2 separate regions of the Danio rerio genome follow, and region 2 is linked to region 1. Evidence: chromatin contacts called from public Micro-C data. All regions are on one chromosome and are shown on one strand. The core of a region is the stretch at or near the end of the contact, and the rest is flanking DNA. Distances in the headings are between cores, read along the strand shown. Region 1 holds the start of lcmt1 (leucine carboxyl methyltransferase 1). Region 2 holds the start of gna13a (guanine nucleotide binding protein (G protein), alpha 13a).

The links. A called contact is a pair of places that touch in the nucleus more often than the background predicts.
Region 2: a Micro-C map of caudal fin shows a contact between it and region 1, with 8 times the contacts expected there. The contact joins the promoter of gna13a here to the promoter of lcmt1 in region 1. A contact is called at or near these places in 2 of 18 Hi-C or Micro-C datasets (caudal fin and hematopoietic stem cells).

Annotation. Positions count from the first base shown.
Region 1 is chr12:22,160,931-22,167,635 of GRCz12tu, forward strand. It overlaps lcmt1 (leucine carboxyl methyltransferase 1), which reads right to left and starts at 4,040. Exons shown (of 11, transcript NM_001004645.2): 1 at 3,672-4,040; 2 at 3,279-3,370; 3 at 2,055-2,176; 4 at 1,155-1,231. The coding sequence starts at 3,757.
Region 2 is chr12:22,296,077-22,302,297 of GRCz12tu, forward strand. It overlaps gna13a (guanine nucleotide binding protein (G protein), alpha 13a), which reads left to right and starts at 3,568. Exons shown (of 4, transcript NM_001012243.3): 1 at 3,568-3,889; 2 at 5,712-5,938. The coding sequence starts at 3,610.

The sequences.
Region 1 (6,705 bases), core at 2,790-5,289:
TAAATGTAAGTAAACGTACTCAAAAACTACAGACAAGGTGATTTGGTATACATGGCTAAGCCCGTGTTAGTAGATTCAGAGGTTGTTATCTGAAACAAACACAACTTGGATTGTTGCAACCAACTAATCAGAATCAAGTATTCCAGACAGTCATGTAATAATCATTGCTAAATGTCAAAGTTAATAATCAGAACATTTCTGTCATTAACCTGTATATGAATTATGCAATCAGGAACAGGGCTTTAATAAAAGTGTAATGTATTTTGATAGAAGAAACTGCTTAAAATATTCAAGTCAGACATGAACGACAATGAAGATTTATTTTCTACATTTTTTAAAAGATTTTAATAGTTATAAGTGAAATTATTTGGTAGTTAGAGTCTAGAGGTGAAGTAGGATTTTTATTTTTTTATTTTAAAGGGTTAAAGTTAAGAGTGATCAAAAGCTCACTGTATTACTGTAAAGATATAAACCTTTGCTAAACTGATACATGTAAATGCAATACTGCATATGTGGCACGGCTGTACCAACTGCAATTCTTAGTGACTGTAGTTAAATAGTAATTATACAAAATATAAATTCATCATAGACTTAACATACCCCACTCGCTCATTAATCACAAATGCATAAATGTTAAACTATTCGTTCAAGCAGGACATTTTAAAATGATAAAGAGCGCTAATGCATCGATCAACTTTAATCAATACAAAACAAATCACAGTTATAAAATCCAGACATTGAGGGGTGGACTAACTTGATGAATCCACTCATCTTACGCACTGTCTCCATCTAGAGGATAATTACTGAAGAACATGATCAGCAAATACAGTAAAAGCAAATGACTGACAAATAATTATAAAACAAACAGAAACACTTTAACAATAAGGTCTCATTTGTTAACATGTTTATTAGCGAGCATGCACTAACATTATTACAGCATTTACTAATCTTAATGTTGGCTTTCAGGAATTCTATTGTTTGTTAATTTAAACAAGTAATAACACTTTTTTAAATCAAACAATAATGCTGTGAATTAACATGAACTGAAGTTCTTAAAAGCTGTCACATTAATTCCTAGTTAACTTAAAATTGTTAACCAATGTTACCTTATTCTAAAGTCGTGCACAAATATTATAAAAATAAAAACACCTTACTTGATGTTGTGTATTTTTCTGGCAACGATCATCGGGAAGTCAACTTCAAAGAACTTTTTTGGCATTATGTTTTCATCCTATGAATAAAAAAAATACTTTTATAATTTTTCTTTGACTGCTTATCATTTTTCAGTAAGAAAAAAATAGACTTTAAATAGAACAAAAATTCATTAGAATGTATAATTACATTTATTAGCTATTAGCTAACTTTAAGGAATAGTTCACCACAAAGTGAAAATTCTGTCATCATTTACTCATCCTTCACTTGTTCTAAACCTGTCTGAGTTTCTTTCGTCTGTTGAAAACACAATAATATATTTTGAAACAGTTGAAAACCTGTAAATATTGACTTCCACAGTAGAAAAAACAAATACTATGAGAGTCAACGATTACAGGTTTCCAGCTTTCTTCAAAATATATTCTTTAGCGTTCAACAGATAATAGAAATTGATACAAGTTTGAAACCACTTGAGGGTGAGCAAATAGAGAGTACATGTGATTTTGTGCATGAACTATGACTTTAATAAATATGAATGTATAGATTTTTTTATTTTTGTTAATATCTTAATTATATTATCTATCTATCTATCTATCTATCTATCTATCTATCTATCTATCTATTTATCTATCTATCTATCTATCTATCTATAGATAGATAGATTAGACAGACAGACAGACAGACAGACAGACAGATAGATAGATAGATAGATAGATAGATAGATAGATAGATAGATAGATAGATAGATAGATAGATAGATAGATAGATAGATAGATGAATAAATAAATTGTTATATTGAGTCATAAAAAAGACATTTATTTTGAAAAGTACAAGCTACTGTAATGTGATTATACAGTCAGAATAATAAATCTAAAAAAAAAGTGAAATGCAAAATGATCAACCTTTAATCTCCAAAAAGTAGTATCCAGTCCTGCCCCAAGATTAACCACCTGGCAGTCACATTGTGTCTTCTTGAGAAAGTCGTCAAGAAGGAGATTCATCCCTTTGACACGTCCATAATAACCTACATCAAAAATAAACACATTTTGAAAGAAGACCCACTCCTCACTGACAAAGGTTCAGAATTTGTCCCATACATTACCTCATTTGTCCTATTTTGTGTATTTTGTTCTAAATAGTTAAAATAACCCATCGAAAAAGGCTTTAAGAGCAAGCGGCCAATGCTAACAATTATTTTCATTTTAAAATCTGACGTAAGAGAAATCTTCTTTCGCTACTGTACTGTTTTTAAACAGAGAAAATATTTTACATGAAACTTTTATTCTAAATTGCGGAGCTTTTTCTTGCAAACAAAAAGAACCAATAAAAAGGTGTGAAGCATCAAAAGTGGCCCATATCAAATTAATTGGAATACTATTTTGAATATTTTTGTTTTCCAAGAAGTTTCAAATGTACTTTTTTTTTTAAAGCGGATAAAATTGTTAAGCTGTACATTATAATAATGTTTTATTTTTACAATTATTAAAATGGCCAAATTCTGACTGGGGACACTTGGATGTGCTGGCCAGTTTGTTATTTGCCTAATAACTGACAATCGGCTACAGTTTTTCATATAAAACAGATTCTTATTTTTTCCCAATGATATATAATGTAATAAATTTGTATTTTAAAAATAAACATTTATTGATATTTCTTTATACTAAATATTTAGGAAATATTTTTGGTACATACAAAGTTTGGTTATGGTGACCATCTAACAAGCCAATCCAGCTAAAAATGGTGCTTAAAATGTCACTAAAATGCAGTATTTAACTCTCATAATAGAATAGAAAATGAGGAGTAAATCAGCAAAAAAAGGTCTGCTTTTTGAGAAAAGCGAACCACCCTATTCACCAGTCTGGCTAGGGGCATGTGTTAAACATAAAAAACAGCCTTTGACTTCACCATAATATTTTTTTGTACCTACTATGGATGAAAGTGGCTACTTTTCTCCAACATTATTCAGAATATCTTGTGTTGTGATCAACAGAAGTAAATAAAAAAATCATAAATGTTTAGAATGATGATGATGAGGAAATGGTTGTTGTTTGGGTGAACTATCCCTTAACTAAACGCAACTGCACACATTGACCGGCAGGAGGAGATATTTAAACGATCAATCTTACCTCTGTTGATCTCAGGTGCTTTCCGTTCACCTATTTGCCTCACAAAATACTGGACGTAGAGGTCAGTCCAGTAACCTTTACTAGTAGCAAACCTACAAACAAACACAATAAATTTAAATGTTATTATAGATGATCATCGAATCGTATAAGTACACTCCTTATTTTGTCAAAATTATTGGAATAATCAATAATCTTAAAACTTATGCATAATATCTGATATATAATATTAATAATAGCTGCCACACTGTGCACAACCACGACAGTAGCAGTATATTTTTTACATATATGGCAGTTCTGTGAAAGCACAAAAACTAAGTGTGGCTAAATGTGGCTAAATGTCAATGCATTCAGAAATACGGGTCAGTGTTTTCTCATTATTTTATTGCGCATCACCTTTTGCATATGGACGCATCGTCGCAAGTTGCTCTGACCGCTTCGTCAGCAGTGTCAGAATCTGTAAATGATTGTCTGGATGCCATGAACACTTGCAGTTTTGAAGCAATATATGAATTATAGTCATAAACGCAGCGTTAAGTACACATAACGTTACTGTATTCGTGAGAACACAAAATCCTAAATGTTGGCAAAACTGAGCGCGTTCCTTTCGAAGAGCGCAACAGCGTAAGATTGCGTCATTGACAATATTATCAATTGATACTTTAAATATTTCTTCAAGCACATTTATTTCAATAAATCATACTGGTTTTTAACAGAAGCAAAACTGCACCGAGCGCTCCGGTTGACAATCACATGTTTACATCTACTTCCGGTGACGACACTTTCCCATAATGCATTTCGAGAAGACCGTACTGCGCATGTCCGTAATTTTAATTCACATTTATGTGTAAGATTTACATTGGTTGACGTCGAGGTGTTTACGCGTATGATTCTGCAAATCATTTGAGTTGTTTTTATAAATGCCTGTTTTTATTAACATTGCTCACAATAATGTCGCATTCTTCATCATTCACGTCAATGCTGATAACGGGGAAATGTCCCGTTAGCTAACGTTACAGATTTACAGGTGATCAGGATCTTAGGGTTGTAAAACCTGTTGAAAGTTGAGGATTTGGTTGGGATCAGTTTGAGCAGTATTCAAGCCCTTATATGTGAAGGTTAATAATAGATTTTGAGTAGACACAAATTTATTTAAAACTTTATATTACTATATATATATATATATAGCCTATATATATATATATATATATATATATATATATATATATATATATATATATATATATATATATATATATATATATATAAATGATAATGAAAGTTTTTTAAAAGTAAAACTAAATATGATAGTGTACGCCAAGGATGTCCAATCTTGGTCCTGGAGGGCCGGTATTCTGCAGATTTTAGCTCTTACTAGCCTCAACACACCTGGAAAGATGTTTCTAGAAAGCGTAGCAAGAGTTTGATTAGCTAGCCCATGTGTCTGATTGGGGTTGGAACTAAACTTTGCAAGACATCGGCCATCCAGAACTGAGTTTGGACACCCAGAGTGTACGCTATATATATATATATATATATATATATATATATATATATATATATATATATATATATATATATATATATATATATATATAAATTACAAAAACCAAAAAACAAACATACAAAAAACCCTTGTTGTCATACTCTCAGCAGGAAATGTTTTGACTAAAAACAAAAGATTAAGATTTTGTCACCTTGTAATTATAAGGGGTTATCTGCCTTCTGAATGATTTTGAGATATTTAGCTTCAAAGTTTTTGCATTCCGTATAGCAAACAGTATGTGTGTAACATTTGTTTTTAAAATAAAAAGTCTTAAAATGTAATTAACTTTAAAGAAAAAAACATGTCATAATGTAAATAAGTTGTCATTTAATAAGAATATGTCAATAAATTAATTTTGACAAAAATGTCAGATAGAACTTTATCATTCTAAGGTGAGGATTTTACAAAATATTTTAAATATTAAAAAAGAACCAAAATTAAAAATCTAAACGTTTGATAAATAAACATTGAAAATAAAAAAGCAAATACATAAATATAGCATTGAATTAATGTTATAAAATAATACAATAAATAAGAAAAACTATTTACTTTAGACACAAAATAAATAAGCCAACTTTGACAATATATATATATATATATATATATATATATATATATATATATATATATATATATATATATATATATATATATATATATATATGGAAAAAAGTGACAGTCATTACAAATGAGCTAAAATCAATGATTTAAAAAAATGATTTACTTAAAAAGAATATGTGAATAATTTCGAATAATAGCGCTGTCGCATGTCGCCTCACAGCAAAAAAGTCGCTGGTTCGAGCCTTACCTGGGTCAGTGGGCATTTCTGTGTGGAGTTTGCATGTTCTGCCTATGTTGGCGTGGGTTTCCTTCAGGTGCTCAAGTTTTCCCCAGTCCAAACACATGCAGTATATACAGTAGGTGAATGAATGCTCTCGTAAAATCATACTGTGTGTGTGTGTGTGAATGCAAGAATATATGGGTGTTTCCCAGTGCTGGGTTGCGGCTGGAAGGGCATCCCGGTGCATAACAACATATACTGGATTAGTTGGCGGTTCATTCCGCTGTGGCGATCCCTAATTAATAATAAACTAAAAGACTAAGCTAAAAAGAAAATGAATGAATAAATGATTTTAAAAAAATTCTCAAACACAATACCATAATGATTAATATAATGAATGTTTATAGTGTAGGTAGGATAATAAAAAGGCCTTATAATAATAATAATAATAATAATAATAATAATAATAATAATAGTAATGGGCTAAGCAGTGGCGCAGTAGGTAGTGCTGTGGCCTCACAGCAAGAAGGTCGCTGGTTTGCGTTTCTTTCGCTGGGTCGCTGGTTTCGCGTTTCAGTTGGTGTTTCTGTGTGGAGTTTGCATGTTCTCCCTGCGTTCGCGTGGGTTTCCTCCGGGTGCTCCAGTTTCCCCCAGAGTCCAAAGATATGCGGTATAGGTGAACTGGGTAGGCTAAATTGTCCACAGTGTATGAGTGTGTGGATGTTTTCCAGTGATGGGTTGCGGCTGGAAGGACATCCGCTGCGTAAAAACGTGCTGGATAAGTTGGCGGTTCATTCTGCTGTGGCGACCCCGGATAAATAAAGGGACTAACGTTAAGCCGACAAGAAAATGAATGAATGAATGAATAATAATAATAATAACTAAATATTTTTCAAATAACATTTAACCCAATTAATAATAATTAAAATGTTTGTTTTCTTTGTTTATTTATTTATTTTATTTTTTATATTTGTGGTTTTGTGTAAAACAGAAAAATCCGTCTCTAAAAGAATGTTTATGATGTTAAACTTCTACACTCCATGCAATAAGTGTCTGCATGGTCATCCCAGCTGGTAATACGAGTGGACACTGAACTCTACGTA
Region 2 (6,221 bases), core at 2,318-4,817, 130 kb after region 1:
CACAAATATTGCGATTGCCCAGTAAGGACCAATATAAGATGCTTACAGAGCCCACTTCAAGCCCATATGGTCATCCACGGTTGAATCCTGGTGAAAGCCCACTTTCAACCCCTTTAGGCAGGTAGGGCCCAAATGGGTCTGACATTAATTACCCAGTTAAGACCCACATAAGACCCTCACAGATCCCACTTAAAACCCTTCTGGGCTTCCATGGCTGGTCCCCGTGTGAATCCTGGGTGCAAGCCCATTTAAACCCTTTAAGCAGGTGGGGCCCAAATGGGTCTTTTATCAATTGCCTGGTTAAGACCCACATAAGACTATCACAGATCCCACTTAAAACTCTTACGGGGCATCCATGGCAGGCCCCCATGTGGATCCCGGGTGCAAACCCACTTTAAACCCCTTCAGACTGGTGGGCCCCAAATGGGTCTGACATGTATTGCCTGGTTAAGACCCACATAAGACCCTTACAGATCCCACTTAAAACCCATCTGGGCATCCATGGCTGGCCCCCGTGCTGATCCTGGGTGCAAGCCCATTTTAAACCCTTTAAGCAGGTGGAGCCCAAATGGGTCTTTCATCAATTGCCCGGTTAAGACCCATATAAGACCCTCACAGATCCCACTTAAAACCCATCTGGGCATCAACGGGTGCAAACTGACTTTAAACCCCTTTGGGCAGGTGGGGCCAAAATGGGTTTGGCATGAATTGCCCAGTGAGGACCCATCCAGTACCCTTACCCTACAGGTCCCATTTTTAGTACGTCTGGGCTTCCACGGCTGGCCCCAATGTGAATCCCGGGTGCAAGCCCATGATGGGGCCCACATTTGACACCAATAAAGCCCTCATCTGGGCCCCACATGTCATTGCTAGCTGGGTGGTGGATTGAGAAAATCACAACCTTCCGACAGACTGTCATACAGACTTAAGGTTATGCTCATTTAACTCAGACTACCAATCTGCCAATCACTGATGACCTTTCAACTTACTAACCACTCCTTACCACTTATGGCATCCTAGCAACTGTCCCAAAGACTTCTATTGTAAAAAACTGCCATTGACTTTACATTGGACATACTAACAACTCTTACTAACGACATACTGATTCATAGAAACATACTAACAAACATACTAATTATACTAGCAAGCATTCATACTAAATTCATAACGGCATGCATGCTATTTTACTAGAAACATGCAAGTGACATGCTAATATAATATGACTATATAAAAGCTTTTAGTCCTCGTGTATGAGATTTAAGGTTTGGGACTGTGCTGAAGTCTGTTCTGAAATGAAAGCTGAAGTCTCTTATGAAATGAAAGCGAGACTTGACGTCATTCGACATGGTTTTTATTGACGTGTGACTTGCATTAACAGGTGAAAATCCAATCTTTCTGCTTGCACTGCAAATGAGAGGACCCAGATCCGATTCATTCATTCATTTTCTTGTCGGCTTAGTCCCTTTATTAATCCGGGGTCACCACAGCGGAATGAACCGCCAACTTATCCAGCAAGTTTTTACACAGTGGATGCCTTTCTAGCTGCAACCCATCTCTGGGAAACATTCAAATACACATTCACACACACACTCACTACGGACAATTTAGCCAACCCAATTCACCTGTACCGCATGTCTTTGGACTTGTGGGGAAAACCGGAGCACCTGGTGGAAACCCACGCAAACACAGGGAGAACATGCAAACTCCACACAGAAACGCCAACTTTGCCAAGGCTTGAACCAGTGACCCAGCGACCATCTTGCTGTGAGGAGGCAGCACTACCTACTGAGCCACTGCTTCGCCCCAGATCCGATTCATATTGGATACATTTTTACACACGGACAAGGCCTGAATTTGATTTGAGTAAATCGGAATCAATGTGATTTTTTTCCTCCTTATACGTACATGGGCCATATCCGATCTGTACCACATGGGACAAAAAAATCTTAAAGTCACTTGAATCATGCAGTGTAAATGCAGCCTAAGTCTCACAAACATACTTTCTGTCGGATACGCATTTCTTCTCCTTTATCATGATACTCACAAAAAAATATAGCTTGGATTACAGCATCCTCCATCCTTCAGTTGTTGATTTTATTGAAAGCTGCATTGGATGTCACTATCAGCCATGTTTCACTTCAGGGTTATAGTTGTTAGTTCCTATGTAGAGAGAGTTTGCACTTAAATAGATTTTTACATAAGCACACATAAAAGAGATTGCATCAAACAAAAAGTCTTTGCTAATGATCCAAGGGCACTCAAAAACAAGCTGGAGGTCACTGGGGTAATAATGCAATCCACAGCATTCTTAAACAAGAACTGACAACATTCAACTACAATGCAAGACTCTCAATATTGTGAACAAGGAACAAAGGCACTTTGTAACATCTTTCATCAACAAGTAGAGCATGCTTAAATCTTGTTTTCCTGTCTTGTTTGATTATATAATCAAACATTCTTATATCAAAGAAAAATCCATTATATTTGTTCTCTTTTTGCTGTTTTTGTTAATAGTTTAAGAGACATCAATATTTCCCTAAACCTGCATGAAACTATTTCTGCATTATAATGATTAAAAATAATTGTAATAATAATCCCATAATAATACAAATAAAATAACAAGGATAGAAGCAATGACACCTAATTGCATCAGTAACTTGATAACCCTACCTAATAGTTTTAATCAGTCTTACCAATGTTGGCACATTGGTGCATCTGCACAAAGATGTCGGAGAACTGCTTGAAGATCTTTCTTTGGAGAAATTTTACAACCCAACCCAACACTTACAAAAATAAGAAATGCTGTTCACACCCATATATATGTGTGTGTGTGTGTATGTATATATAATGCATCCATGAATAGTTACTAGATAAATGTAGCCATGGTGAGTACATCTTAATATTCAGTCAAAATATGAAATTATGTACATTATTTAAACTGTTAATTTATTCACAAACAATTAAAGAAAATATTAATGTATGATTAAAATAATGAATAATAGTAACCTTAATAAATATAAATGAATACAAACAAGTCAACCAGATATGAAACTAAACTTTATTCAAACTTATTCAAGTACTCATGTATTTCAGACAAAACCCCATGTTCTGCTGCATGTCCATACAGTTGGGCCAGTTCTGCAGGACTTCACTTGTTTTTGCCATCACATCCCTCAGTGCTGCAGTCAGACATGAGGCTGCCCATGCCTGAGAAACCGATTTATACTGGAGATGACACCAGCATCTGGCTCAGATGATGACAAACAGGCACGTGGAGGGACTTGGTCTATAGCCGTGCAGGCTCTTAAAAAAGTTTATTTATGTGTCGGTTTAAGGATTTGATTCACCATTTGCTGAGTCGGTTTGAGGATCTGATTTATAGTTTGAGCGTTTGATTTATCATTGATCTTTTGAGCATTTGAATTTTCATTTTCATATTATTAGGAAAAACTTCTATATATAAATCATGAGACAATAAATAGTCATCAAAGTATTAATAATTTCCGAACATTAAAACCACACCCGTGATATCCGCCCATTTGTAACGAACACGTGAACGCGCCGCGCGTGCAGTGCGAGTGATGTATCCATGAAGTCGCTACTACAAAGATGGCGGATTTCCTGCCCTCCCGGACTGCTATAGTTTGTATTCCCAATTGTCTTCTCTCCAGCGGCGAAATAGATCAAATTAGAAAGTCTAAGGAGATCGACAAAAGCCTGTCTCGAGAGAAGACCTATGTGAAGAAACTAGTGAAGATCTTGCTGTTAGGAGCGGGCGAAAGTGGCAAGTCAACTTTCCTCAAACAAATGCGCATAATTCATGGGCAGGACTTCGATCAGCGGGCCAAAGAAGAGTTCCGGGCTACAATCTACAGCAATGTTATCAAAGGTACAACGCCAATAACTTCACGTCAAATGAGACATCTTCGTTATTAAAAATGTAAAAATTTCAATCTTATTGCAGCGGCAGGTGGAAGTTTATCGATTTCTTTCACGTAACTTACGTAAACTTTCGATTACTCACCCAACCCATAGACGACGCAAAGGCGAGTGGTTTTAAGCGCTTGGGCTTGTTGAACATCAGTTATACTTTTCAGAATAAAACATTTTTACTAATGGAAGTCAAACGACTTTTTAAATACGTTTACATCTGTGTCAATAGTTTACATTTCATATGAAAACGTTCATTAGCTTGGCGCCACTAACGTTAGAGAAAATAACGTTACAGCGCCTACTTTGGTCTGGGTTAGTCATCTCTATGCATTATTGTTTTATTACAGATTCTGATAAGTGTATCTCAGTATGCCACTTATTCTTGAAATAACTACAAAGCAGGAAACATAACTAAGGAAAAAAAACTTTAGTATTGAGGGAAATTTTGTTTGGTTTCATTTTCTGACAAAATCAGTTTTGCCGTTGCCTTGATAGTAGTCAACAGTGTTGGATGAAAAACATCGTTATTATACAGTTCCACGTACGAGAATAATGATTACATGACACTGAATGCAGTCAGAATTATTTAAAACTTCATTTGAACTCCTTGTTATATGTACAGTGACTGTTTTCTGATGTTACTAGCTACTAAAATGATCTTAAATTGACAGGAAATTGCCAAACTTCTCAATTTAAATGCTTAAATTAGAATACATATTAGTAGTTACTTGACTGTTTTACAAATCTATATGATACTAGAGCTTGTGTGGCCTTGTTGACCTCTTAGAAAAGGGAAATATGATGACCCCGTTTGTATGAAGACAGTATAGTTTTTAATGCATTTAATTCCATCATAACAGTAATTCCATTGAATTGATTTTTAAAGCACATGATGTCAGCAGCCTTATGTACTTTTTATACAGTGTTTCTGCTGGAATTGAAGCCTTGATTCTCAATTTGCTCTTTCACAATTGTTTTATTTTATTTTATTGTTTTTTTATTTTATTTTTATTGTATGTTTATTTTTAAATTAACATACAAGTTAAATTCAAATAAAAATTCAATTACATCACACGAAAAAAAAACTTTACAGCAAATAACAGTACAGTACGTTTGCAGTTAGACAATATCAATTGTAAAAAAAAATTCTAAATAAACTAATACCTACAGGATAAAACAAATAATCTGACATGTTTATAGTGGTCTTTTACATAGGGTTGGAGTCAAACAACATTAGTGAACAGATGTAAACCTGTTTGCACATGGTTTCTTTATATAGATCAGTTAAAGGAGAGATATTCATTTTTAATGTATGTGATTATAAGTTGCCTTGTCTCTTCCACAATTTAAGGCTGTAGATGAATCTTTCAAGTAGAAAGCAAAAATTGTCTCATGCAGTATTGCTTTACATTTCTTGATTTTGGAATCTTTAAACATTTACATTGTGGGAAAAAGACAAAAATACTGACAAGCTGTTACTTTGCTCTGTGATCATAGATACAGCAAGCACTGTTTTATGTTTTAGTGTTTTAAAACAGAAATAAAAATTTTTATTAGTTAAAAATAATGGATATCAGTAAAATCTAAAGTTGTACTTTCAATCTTTAAAGTGTTGCTAACACATTGTGTGCTCCCTTTGAATTTACATTTAAACAACATGCTGACGTGTTGTGTTCCCTTCAAAGTATTCTTTAACTTTTATTAACATTTTTCATAAAAATCCTGTTTTAGTAACCTGCACCATGTGTCTTATTAGTATTATTCCGTGGTCTGTTTAGGTGTCCGGGTGCTGGTGGATGCCCGGGAGAAATTGCACATCCCTTGGGGAAACCCTGAGAATCAGGCTCATGGAGAGACAGTGATGGCCTTTGACACTCGCTCATCCCTGATGGCCAAAGGCATGATGGAAACGAAAGTCTTTTTAAACTTCCTTCCTGCCATCCGTGCCTTATGGCAAGACAGCGGTATTCAGAATGCATATGACAGACGAAGAGAGTTTCAGCTGGTAAATATGATTATTACGCTCGTTATTACATTGTATTGATTATTAGACCAAGTAAATGAATGTGCATTTTATCGTTTGCTTTTAGGTCACTGAAGTGAAATCGTGTATTTAAAATCCACCTAATCTTGTTCATAGGACTTGTGTAATTGTGGGGGCCGTGATCTTGAAGGAATGTTGATCTGTTGTTAAACGGCTCGCTGTTATAAAGCATGATTAGCTCTGAGTACTTGTATAATTACTCCTATCAAGCTTCAAACATTATAGTGTAATGCATGCTTGTATT